Regions from separate parts of the Pan troglodytes genome. Here region 2 is linked to region 1. The links are chromatin contacts, called in public capture Hi-C maps. All regions are on one chromosome and are shown on one strand. The core of a region is the stretch at or near the end of the contact, and the rest is flanking DNA. Distances in the headings are between cores, read along the strand shown. Region 1 overlaps ZNF704 (zinc finger protein 704). Region 2 overlaps PAG1 (phosphoprotein membrane anchor with glycosphingolipid microdomains 1).

The links. Capture Hi-C pulls out chosen DNA fragments and counts their contacts.
Region 2: a contact with region 1 is called in a capture Hi-C map of stem cell-derived neural stem cells, with 9 times the contacts expected there. The contact joins two enhancer-like sites. A contact is called at or near these places in 4 of 7 Hi-C or Micro-C datasets (blood, induced pluripotent stem cells and stem cell-derived neural progenitor cells) and 1 of 1 other capture datasets (stem cell-derived neural stem cells).

The regions. Positions count from the first base shown.
Region 1 is chr7:89,327,703-89,332,886 of NHGRI_mPanTro3-v2.0_pri, reverse strand. ZNF704 (zinc finger protein 704) reads left to right here. Exons shown (of 10, transcript XM_063817210.1): 4 at 1,815-2,047. Among named protein-coding and RNA genes, the nearest start is that of ZNF704, 190 kb to the left of the region's middle. Within about 2 kb of position 1,891, at least 12 of the 24 cell types and tissues checked have an H3K27ac peak or open chromatin away from gene starts, as enhancers often do. A contact at or near this core is called in stem cell-derived neural stem cells, where this site is marked.
Region 2 is chr7:89,635,175-89,639,847 of NHGRI_mPanTro3-v2.0_pri, reverse strand. It overlaps PAG1 (phosphoprotein membrane anchor with glycosphingolipid microdomains 1), which reads left to right. Exons shown (of 8, transcript XM_063817211.1): 3 at 1,775-1,979; 4 at 3,551-3,602. The coding sequence starts at 1,855. Among named protein-coding and RNA genes, the nearest start is that of ZNF704, 120 kb to the right of the region's middle. Within about 2 kb of position 2,742, at least 9 of the 24 cell types and tissues checked have an H3K27ac peak or open chromatin away from gene starts, as enhancers often do. A contact at or near this core is called in stem cell-derived neural stem cells, where this site is marked.

The sequences.
Region 1 (5,184 bases), core at 642-3,141:
GTAGAAATCCATAAATAGGTAAAGGTAGTTATGAAATCTCCCCATGAATGATAATCTACCATTTGTCTTCACTCCATTACTAATTACACAGACATTAACAGTATTTTTTTAATGAGGCATTTGGGGATGTTTTTTCCTCGTAGTTAGAACATAGTTTTAATATATTCAAAATGCACATAAATATGGAGGAGAAATTATCCAAAAAAAAGTAGAATTTATATAAATGCTAATTAAGGTCGTGCATCTTGAAAGGTAAAGCAAATCTTCAGTGATTAAAAGAGCACCCAGAAGACTTTTTTTTTTTTTTTTTTTTTGAGACAGAGTCTCACTCTGTTGCCCAGGCTGGAGTGCAGTGGCACCATGTCAGCTCACTGCAACCTCCGCCTCCCAAGTTCAAGTGATCCTCCTGCCTCAGCCCCCCCAGTAGCTGGGATTACAGGCATGCACCACCATGTCCAGCTAATTTTTGTATTTTTAGTAGAGACAGGGTTTCGCCATATAGGCCAGGCTGGCAGAAGACATTCTAACTGGGCAGAAATCTCTCCACATTAGCAAACATTTCATAATGCTTTCCACCACAAATGGAAAGGTAATAGCCAATAGCAATCTTAGAGTAATTATTGCCAATAAATTCTTATCTTATCCCAGCTTTGCCAGAGAGAATGGAGGTTGTTTACAGCCCAGGGACTGCATGCACTGAAGAAATAGGTCCAACCTCTTCCTGGTGGCCTAGGCCCATGAGGGATACTTACCAGTCATGTAGCAAGTCACTTTGCTTCCTGCTGCCTCAGGGTCCTCATCTATAAAACTGGGATAATAATCCTTATTCTGAAGGACAGATGTTGTGAGAATGCTTGAGACTGTGCGAATAAGCTTTGTAAAATGTAAAACACTCACAAAATGTAAGGCATTACTATTTGTTGTAATAAGCAGAATGGAAAGGGGCTTTAGATAACTATCCAGAAATTATTTCTCTTAGATTCTTAAGTGTTAGACTAGCTTCCTATAAATGTATTCTAAGAATAACAGTCCTATAAGAACCCCCAAGCCCCCAACTTTTTTTCTGAAACAGGATCTCGCTCTCTCACCCAGGCTAGAGTGCAGTGACCCAGTCATAGCTCACTGCAGCCTCAAACCCCTGGGCTCAAGTAATCCTCCCTCCTCAGCCTCCAGAGTAGCTGGGACTACAGGTGCATGCCACCACGCCGGGCTAATCATTTCATTTTTTCTGTACAGACAGGGTCTCACTATGTAACCCAGGCTGGCCTCGAATTCCTGGCCTCAAGCGATCCTCCTACCTCAGCCTCTCAAAATGCTAGGATAAGAGAAGTGAGCCACTGCCCTCAGCTAAGAAATCCCTTTTTAAAAAAATGTTGAAATCGGAGGGGTTGGGGTGAGAGGGAACTCTGTGACCAAACCATTCAGGAGAATACTGCAAATGATATTTCTTTCTTAGAAATACTGTAGTCAATAAACCCAGAGCTCCCCAAACTTAGTGAACAAGAAAATCTGTTTTTTCATATAATCCCCACTATGATCCCAAGGAATTTGTGTTGCACAATACAAAAACACATCAGAAAACTCTTAGAAAAACCTATTATCATGAGGTTAAAATAATTAAATGTTTATAAACTACAATGTGGCTTTTGGGAGGGGGTGTATAAATAGAACAATAACTTACATACCCAGCTGTTGCAGATGATTGAGAGGGCTGGGGTGGTTTCACTGGTGTAGAACCAAGGCTCCCATTTCCCCACTGAACCATGCCCGGGCACGCAGGGGTCCTGGCACTGACTGTGTTTGTGTGCACGCAGAGAGCCTCAGCGGATCCTGGAAGGAGGGCGGCTGCGTGCCTTCCAGCACCAGCAGCAGTGGCTACTGGAGCTGGAGCGCCCCCAGCGACCAGTCCAACCCGTCCACGCCGTCGCCGCCGCTCTCGGCTGACAGCTTCAAGCCCTTCCGCAGCCCCGCGCAGCCAGACGACGGCATCGACGAGGCGGAGGCCAGCAACCTGCTCTTCGACGAGCCCATTCCCAGGAAAAGAAAGGTTGGTGGTCAGCCACGCGGTCTTCTGCATTCAGTTTCCTGAAGGTGCTTTCTGTCCCCTCTGAAGGGCCGGTGTGAGCTTAACCTTGGACCTACACCCCCTTTCTGTGGAAAGAAGCAGCTTACGTTCCTCTTTAATGTTCTTGAAGTTTGAATAGAAATTGTTATGGTGATAATTTAAAAATGACAAATACTGGTAAGTTTCCTGAAGGTATATATACACACGTGTCCCATCCTCTGGTTATAAATTGCTGACCTGGGACTTACCAGTATTTGTAAGTTAGAAAATTGGACCTCAGGCTTGCTTCGGTATGAACTTGCTCTCTTCGTGGGACTTATTTTTTTCATATGTAAAATATAATTAATATATTTTTCTCTTTTCTCAATCAGCCCTGAAGGGTTATTGGGAAGAATATTTTGTATCTCATTTTTATGCAGTCATCTGTGAAATATACATAAAAGCTGAGATATAAACAAATTTCCATTCTTACATCCTAGAGATTATATATTAACTAAATAAAAAGTGAAAAAGGGCCAGGCACAGTGGCTCACACCTGTAGTCCCACTGCTTTGGGAGACAGAGGCAGGAAGATTGCTTGAGACCAGGAGTTGGAGACCAGCCTGTGCAACATAGCAAGACCCTGTCTCTACAAAAAAAAAATTAAATAAAAAAAAAATTAGCTCAGTGTAGTGGCATGCACCTGTAGTCTCATCTACTCAGGAGGCTGAGGTGGGAGGATCGCTTTAGTCCAAGAGTTCAAGACTGCAGTGAGCTATGATCTGGCCACTGCACTCCAGTCTGGGCAACAGAGTGAGACCCTGCTGCTTTAAACAAAACAAAAAGGAGTAGAAGAAGAAAAAGACATCTAATTAATTGATTTAGCAAATTAATTGATTACACATTTGTTTAATCCTCCCAGCAGTCCCATATGGTAAGTTTTGCATTTCCATCTTGTTATGAGGAAACTGAGGATCAGAGAGATTGATTGTACATTTAACTGGCCCCTGTCAGGCAGGTTAGAAAGGGACAGAGCCACCATTCAAACCCAGATCTGCCTGAGCCTCAAGTTCATATTCTTTTCATTCTCTTTAGGTACATTTCAGTTATGTTCACTCATAATTTTTCGAAAACATTTCCATTTCACAGAATAAAGGAAAACTACCACTATACTACCACTAAATCTGAAGACATTTGGCATTATTTTTAAAATCACCACATAAATGTAAAACTGTTGTTATATGTATTGGTTTTTAAATGTTGTATTGGTAGCTTCATTATGAATGGCTGTTCACAAACAAAAATCCAATACAAAGCCCTGAGGACTGCAGTGCAAACTTTTTTCCTCCCCCAATTCATTTCAAAGAGGAAAACAAAGAGATGGCATTGATCCAACAATGCCTTCCCTCCCTGCATCTCTCAGCATCATTCCACATGTGTAACAGTGGAGGTGATATGGGCACTCTCTCTGGGTGTGTACATGTGAAAAAGGCTGACATTTTTGTCCAGAAAAGAGGGTATTACTGTAGTCCCCTGACCTTCCCAGAGGCAGTGGCCTGAAGAGTTGCTGTTTCACACCAGTCTGTCATGCAAAGGGGCTGAAGTTGTTCTGGCACCCTGTGGGTCCCCAGGGACACTGGGTCTTCACTTGACCAGTAGGGGAGAGAGGCTGGCACTTGTATCAGTGGGTACCTGCAGGCAGGACAGTGGTAGGGACCTGAAGTCTTTTCCTGTTACTTTGAGCTTCACAGACTGTCTCCCTGGGGTTTTCTGAGTGTATAGTTCGAACACTCAATAGGCATGGCCCAGGGTTGTGACAAGGACTCATGGCCCAGGGTTGTGACAAGGACTCACAGTACAGGGAACCCCAATGTTATTTAAGGCACATTAATGAAAGCCTGTCATACCCTTCCATTTCTGATGTAGCCACTGAGCCAAAATTCACACTCTTGCATCACAATTAGACTGCACTTGTTAGCCTCATATGGAAGGTCTACAGGCTTTAACTAAATTAAGGTAAAGTCACCAAAGGAAAAGGAAAAAAGCTTCCTTTTTTACATTTTTTTTTATTATATATATTTATTTTTATTGGATGAGCACAGGCCCACTCCAGAAGAAGCTGGATAGTGGGAAGGAATGAACAAATAAGAATAGTGTTTATCCTTCTTTCTTTATGACTTCTCCCTCTATTCAGACTTTAGATGTCCCCAAGCCGAGACGAATAGGATGCTGATTGTAGCCACTAATGTTTAATGCATGGATTTTACACAGACCAAGTTGTTACCTTGGCCTTTTGAATTTAAAGTTACTTTGAACAGTGAAAATAACAAGAAGGTGAGGCTGATGCTATTCTTTTTTAAATTTATTAGGTGAACCAATATTTATTGAGCACATATCAGGCAAAATGCTTATTGCCCTGAGAATAATGCATAGTTTTTTCCTTCAAGGTGTCAAAAGTTGGGTGGCTGGAAATTGATGTGTAAAAAGGCAATAATTACAAGTGGTAAATGCTGTGTTCGTGATGTGACAGAACACAGTAACTGTAATACAGTTATTTTAGAGATTTAAAAAATCATGTTTCAAAAGATTTCTAAGAGTTAATTTGCTTAAACCAGACAATATGTTCTGTCTAGTTGGTAGAACTTTCTGAGTTCATCTTATTTTCCTCTCCTTTCCCTCAGTTTCATAATACCCATTTAAAACCCATTGTGATAGTCACTTGTTCTGTGGGTATTGTTTGAGAACCTTCTAGATCAGTTTTTTCCAACTGCACGTCTCAATCCACTAGAGGGTTGTGACTCAATTTAATGAGTCAATAGAGTACACTGTACATAATAAGGATAAGTATTGTTTCTTGATAATTTTGTTTCAGTGTATACATATGTGTATGTGCTGTGCAAAATGTATTTCTTATTGTGGCTCATGAGCAAAAAAGTTTGGAAGCTTCTGTTCTTTGTTATAAAGAGATAATACAATTTGTGGTAAATTAAGATGTCCTGATTGGAAATCAAAAGATTCACATTCTTAACTCTGCTACCCTGAGAACCTAAGAATATCATTTCACCTCTCTGATCATCAACTTCTTCATCTGTAAAACAGGCAAACAGGTATTAACATGCCCCTCTCAGGATAGTTATGAA
Region 2 (4,673 bases), core at 1,493-3,992, 310 kb before region 1:
AATTGAACCACATTTGCCAAAATGGCTTTTATTCTCCCCGTTTTAGGAGGCACCCTGGTTTGCTGCGAAGCCACCCCTGCCATCTTGATGTCTGTGCTCAGGGATGGCTGAAAACAGTCACAGCTTTATCACTGAAGCAAATGAAAATGTAAATACTTTTTCAAAGAAGATATTGCACTATTATCAAAAAACCAAAGTATTTGCTTATTCATGACACTTGAGACCAACTTAAAGGCTATTTCTTTTCATTTAGAATGTTCTAGAATTGAGCAAAGCAAATATTCTTTAAACAAGGCCTCTGTGATGACAGATCATTTGATATACAACTCCATTTTTAAAATATCTGTAGCTCTTAAAATATTTCACACAAGGAATCTGACCATTTCTCTTTCGAAGTATTGGGACAGGGTGCAGTGACCCTGTGAGTCCCAGCATCCCCACAGTGACAACGAGCTTTCCTTGATGGACACAGAGCACAGGCTTTGGAGTCTGAGACAGCTGGACTCATCCCTCCCTGCCACTTAGCTCCTGTGACACTCAGGGGAAGTCACCGCTCTGCTGGGATTTAGCTTCCATCTCTGTAAAAGGGGGATTAACAGTGCCTCCTACACAGGGTGGTGACAGCAATTAAATGAGGAAAGCATTTAGCCGAATCCCTGGTACATACCAGGTACGGAAATGTACTAGGTAGAGCTCTTATGCTTCTCTTGCAATTGTTTATAAATAGGTCTTATTTATTCCCAGGGATGTATTCTTAGCACATACTTCATTCATTCATTTGAAAATGCATTTATTGGGTACTCACAGCAGGGTAGTGAAAACATACTCAGAATACATAACATACTCAGAATAAATAAATGCAGGTGAATATAAAGACATTCTATTTCATTAGTTACATTGACCTTAAACCTTCTCAGACAACAGTGGGTGAGGGAGATGAGAGATGGCAGTGGGTAGGGAGATGAGAGATGGCAGTGGGTTAGGGAGATTAGAGATGGCAGTGGGTTAGGGAGATGAGAGATGGCAGTGGGGGGCAGGGGCAGGTGATGAGTTGCATTTTTGCAAAAGCTATATAAGAATTGTTATATACTGTTCTGATTTTTTTTAATGAACCTAAATGAGCATGGATTTATTTGCTATGGAGTACTTGAAATCTTTATTTGAAGACATTAAGAATCCATCCAGGCCAGGTGCAGTGGCACACTGTAATCCCAGCACTTTGAGAGGATGAGGCAGGAGGATTCCTTGAGCCCAGGAGTCCAAGACCAGTGTAGGCAATATGGTGAGACTTCGTCTCTACAAAAAATAAAAATATTAGCCAGGAATGGTGGCGCATGCCTGTAGTCCCAGCAGTGGGGGGCAGGGGGGTGGTTCGGGAGAGGATTGCTTGAGCTCAGGGAGGTCAAGGCTGCAGTGATCCATGATTGCGCCCCTGTACTCTGGGCAACAGAGCAAGACCCTGGTTGAAGAAAAAAAAAAAAAGAACAAGAAGAATCCACCCCCAAACATATCAAGATAAGACATCCATTGCTTCAAACACTGGGCCAGGCAGCTGTATGTTCCCGCTTTCGTTTTCAGGTGAGAAAAATAAAGACCTAGACCATGGAGGGGACTTGCCCAGAGTCCAATTTCAAGTCCAGTCCGGGGCTCTCCTCAGCATCCAGCACACGCTTCCCTGACTTTGCGCAAAGGTCTTGCTCCTGACAGGGACCGAATTACAGATTCTGCCACTTTACCCAAGAATTACTCTCCAAACGCACTGGTCTCTTTGCAGGACACAGCTCTCTGCCTCCATGTCACCACCTTTGAAGGACTGACTGATTCCCTCGGCTGGTGCCAGTGCCTGCTCCTGCCATGGGGCCCGCGGGGAGCCTGCTGGGCAGCGGACAGATGCAGATCACCCTGTGGGGAAGTCTGGCCGCTGTCGCCATTTTCTTCGTCATCACCTTCCTCATCTTCCTGTGCTCTAGTTGTGACAGGTGAGAACCAGCGTGTATATACCGGTGCCTTAAACTAATACATCCCCTATACCCAGAAGAGTTTCTGTGGAAAGCCTGTTAGGAATGGAATCCTGCCACAGAGCCATCCCAGAAACTTGTGCATTAGCTTTAACTCTCTTCTCTCTGCTGCAGAGCGTCTCGGGACATTCTTTATTCACTGAAGAAAAAACCCATATTTGGTTTTGCTAGGGAGTAACTAGAAGAGCCCTTATATTTTAAACTTCCCAGAACGAAAGTCTTGCTGTTCTTTCAATCACACCCTTGTCAAAATGGATTTTGTCTTTTTTCATCTGCGGGCATTTTGAAATCTTGTGTGATGCGCATCTTTTTGCCACCACCCCGCGGAAGTCACAGAATGTGTGCTGCTATGTGGTTTCGGAGGGATTGTTTATGATTAAAAATGTGTAGTGTAGACCTTCAGTTTCTCAAGAAACAGATTATTTTCCCAGGAGAGGAACATGCTGTATATGAAATAATCATCAGTGTCCTTTTTTTAGAGTTATACTTCTCTCTCTCCTCTGTCTCATATAAAATGTCAGTACCCCCAACAAGAGAAATCTTTGCTCAGAGAGAAGTTCTTTCTAACCAGAAGTGATTTTTCAGGACATTCTGGAACTGTTACAAAGCACATAACCTTCTGATGGGCTGGATGCCACCAGAGGCCCATGCAGACCAGCTGACCATCAGCCAGCCCTGTCCAAACTCTCCCTCCACCATGGAAGCAACTCCAGGAGCGTCACTTAAAATTCTGAAATAGCTTCCTACCCTAAAATCTGTCAGGAGGAGAAAAGCCAAGACTCTCTGAACCCAGCTAGCCTCCTAATCCCTGCCCAGCCTGGACCCAGACCTCTGTGGCTGGGACAGAGTCTGAATGATTGGGAAGATGAACAAAGAGGCCGCAGGGCCGGGGCTTCCCGGGGCCTGGACGGGCCTGCTTCTGTAGTTACTCATGTTCCCACTAGGTGTCACCCTTGTTTTATAGAGAACGTGGATGGGCGGCGTATTCTCTACAACTGATGGCTTTCTTTAGACTGTCCCGAGTAAAAACAAATTCTATTTTTACTTGACAGACTTTCCCATAGACTGGAAGTACATATGACTCACCCTGAGAGCATGTACCCTTCCTGGCGTGCCAAAAATTTGTATTTTCTCTATCCCACTGCAGTGTGTGACTTTCCAGAGACTCAGATAATTGTCTTCATTTTCTCAAAAAAAAAAAAAAGGTATAACTTACTCTGCTAGTTTAGGTATAAACAATTTCTATGCAGGCCCAGGCCTCGGTCCTCTCCTTGTGAACTTGTATGTTTTTTCCCGGAAGAAGGGGTGCCAGGGGAGGTGGACAGTCCCTAGTTGAGGCTTGAACTCCTCTTCCCCAGCACCTGCAAACGGGCCATCAAATCACTGTCTGATTTTGTCTTTGTTGACAAAATAAACATGGTTCTTAAAACGAGAGATTTAAAAGCTGATAAGAATTGGAATAGGAAAGGGTAGTGTGTGCTTGATTTTAAGGGGGCACATTTGACATTACAACATTTCACTTTTCATTTCAGGGAAAAGAAGCCGCGACAGCATAGTGGGGACCATGAGAACCTGATGAACGTGGTGAGCCTGCGCGTGTCGTCTGCCTGTCTGTCCGTGCGTGCTCCAGAACATCAGCTACTTATCTAAGTGTGCTCCCATGTGCTCACAGCCTGAGTAGAACCCACAGGGAGAGCTAAGCCTAAGTTAAACGGTGGCTTCTGAAATGGATGCAGTAGTGCTGCTGCCGGAATGATCCTTAAATGGCTCCAACCTACTGCAGGGATGGGACTTTTTTGCCTCTATTAATTTGCTAGTGCTGTCATAACAAAGGACCGCAAACTGGGTGGCTTAAATAACAAGTTTGTTTCTCAGTTCTAGAGGCCAGAAGTCCAAAAATCAAGGTGTTGGCAGGATTGGTTGCTTCTGAGGGAAAGTCTGTTCTAGGCCTCTCCTGGGGCTTCTGGTGGTTTGCAGCCAAACTTTGGGTGTGACTTGGTTTGTACAGGCATCACCCCAAATTCTGCCTTCATCTTCCTATGGTGACCTCTGTGTTTCACATCACCTCCCATCTATGCATGGCTGGCTGTGTCCAAGTTTCCCCATTTTATAAAGACACCAGACATATTGGACTAGTGCCCACCCTACTGTAGCACGACCTCATATTAACTAGCTTCATCTGCAATGACCCTATTTCCAAATGAGACCATATTCTCAGGTGCTGGGGGTTAGGACTTGGACATGAATTTTGGAGAGACACAGTTCAACCCATAACAACAGGTCATTAAGCTGGAGGGAGCTTGGGACCCACAACACCCTAGGTATATAACCTAGCCTTGCTGGCGTTTTCCCAGCCCTCAGTATCTTACAGGGCCCTGATGATCCCGAGGCCCTCGGGGATCCACCCTGGCGAGGAACAGCCTGAGAGTGTCCAGGTCCTTCCTTGTCCTCTCTGACCCAGGCCTGTGCTTTTGAATGGCTGAGCAGTCCCAGCCGCTGGGGAGGGGGCCCATCGTCACATTAGCAAGGCAGAGTTCAGAATCTGCCCTGAGTCCTGTGGCAGTGCTAAGACAGAAGATGCTTCTTGTTCAGGACATCATTTCTCAAGGTCAAGCAAAAACTGGTTGGGAGGAGAGGGTGCAAACAAGGAAGCAT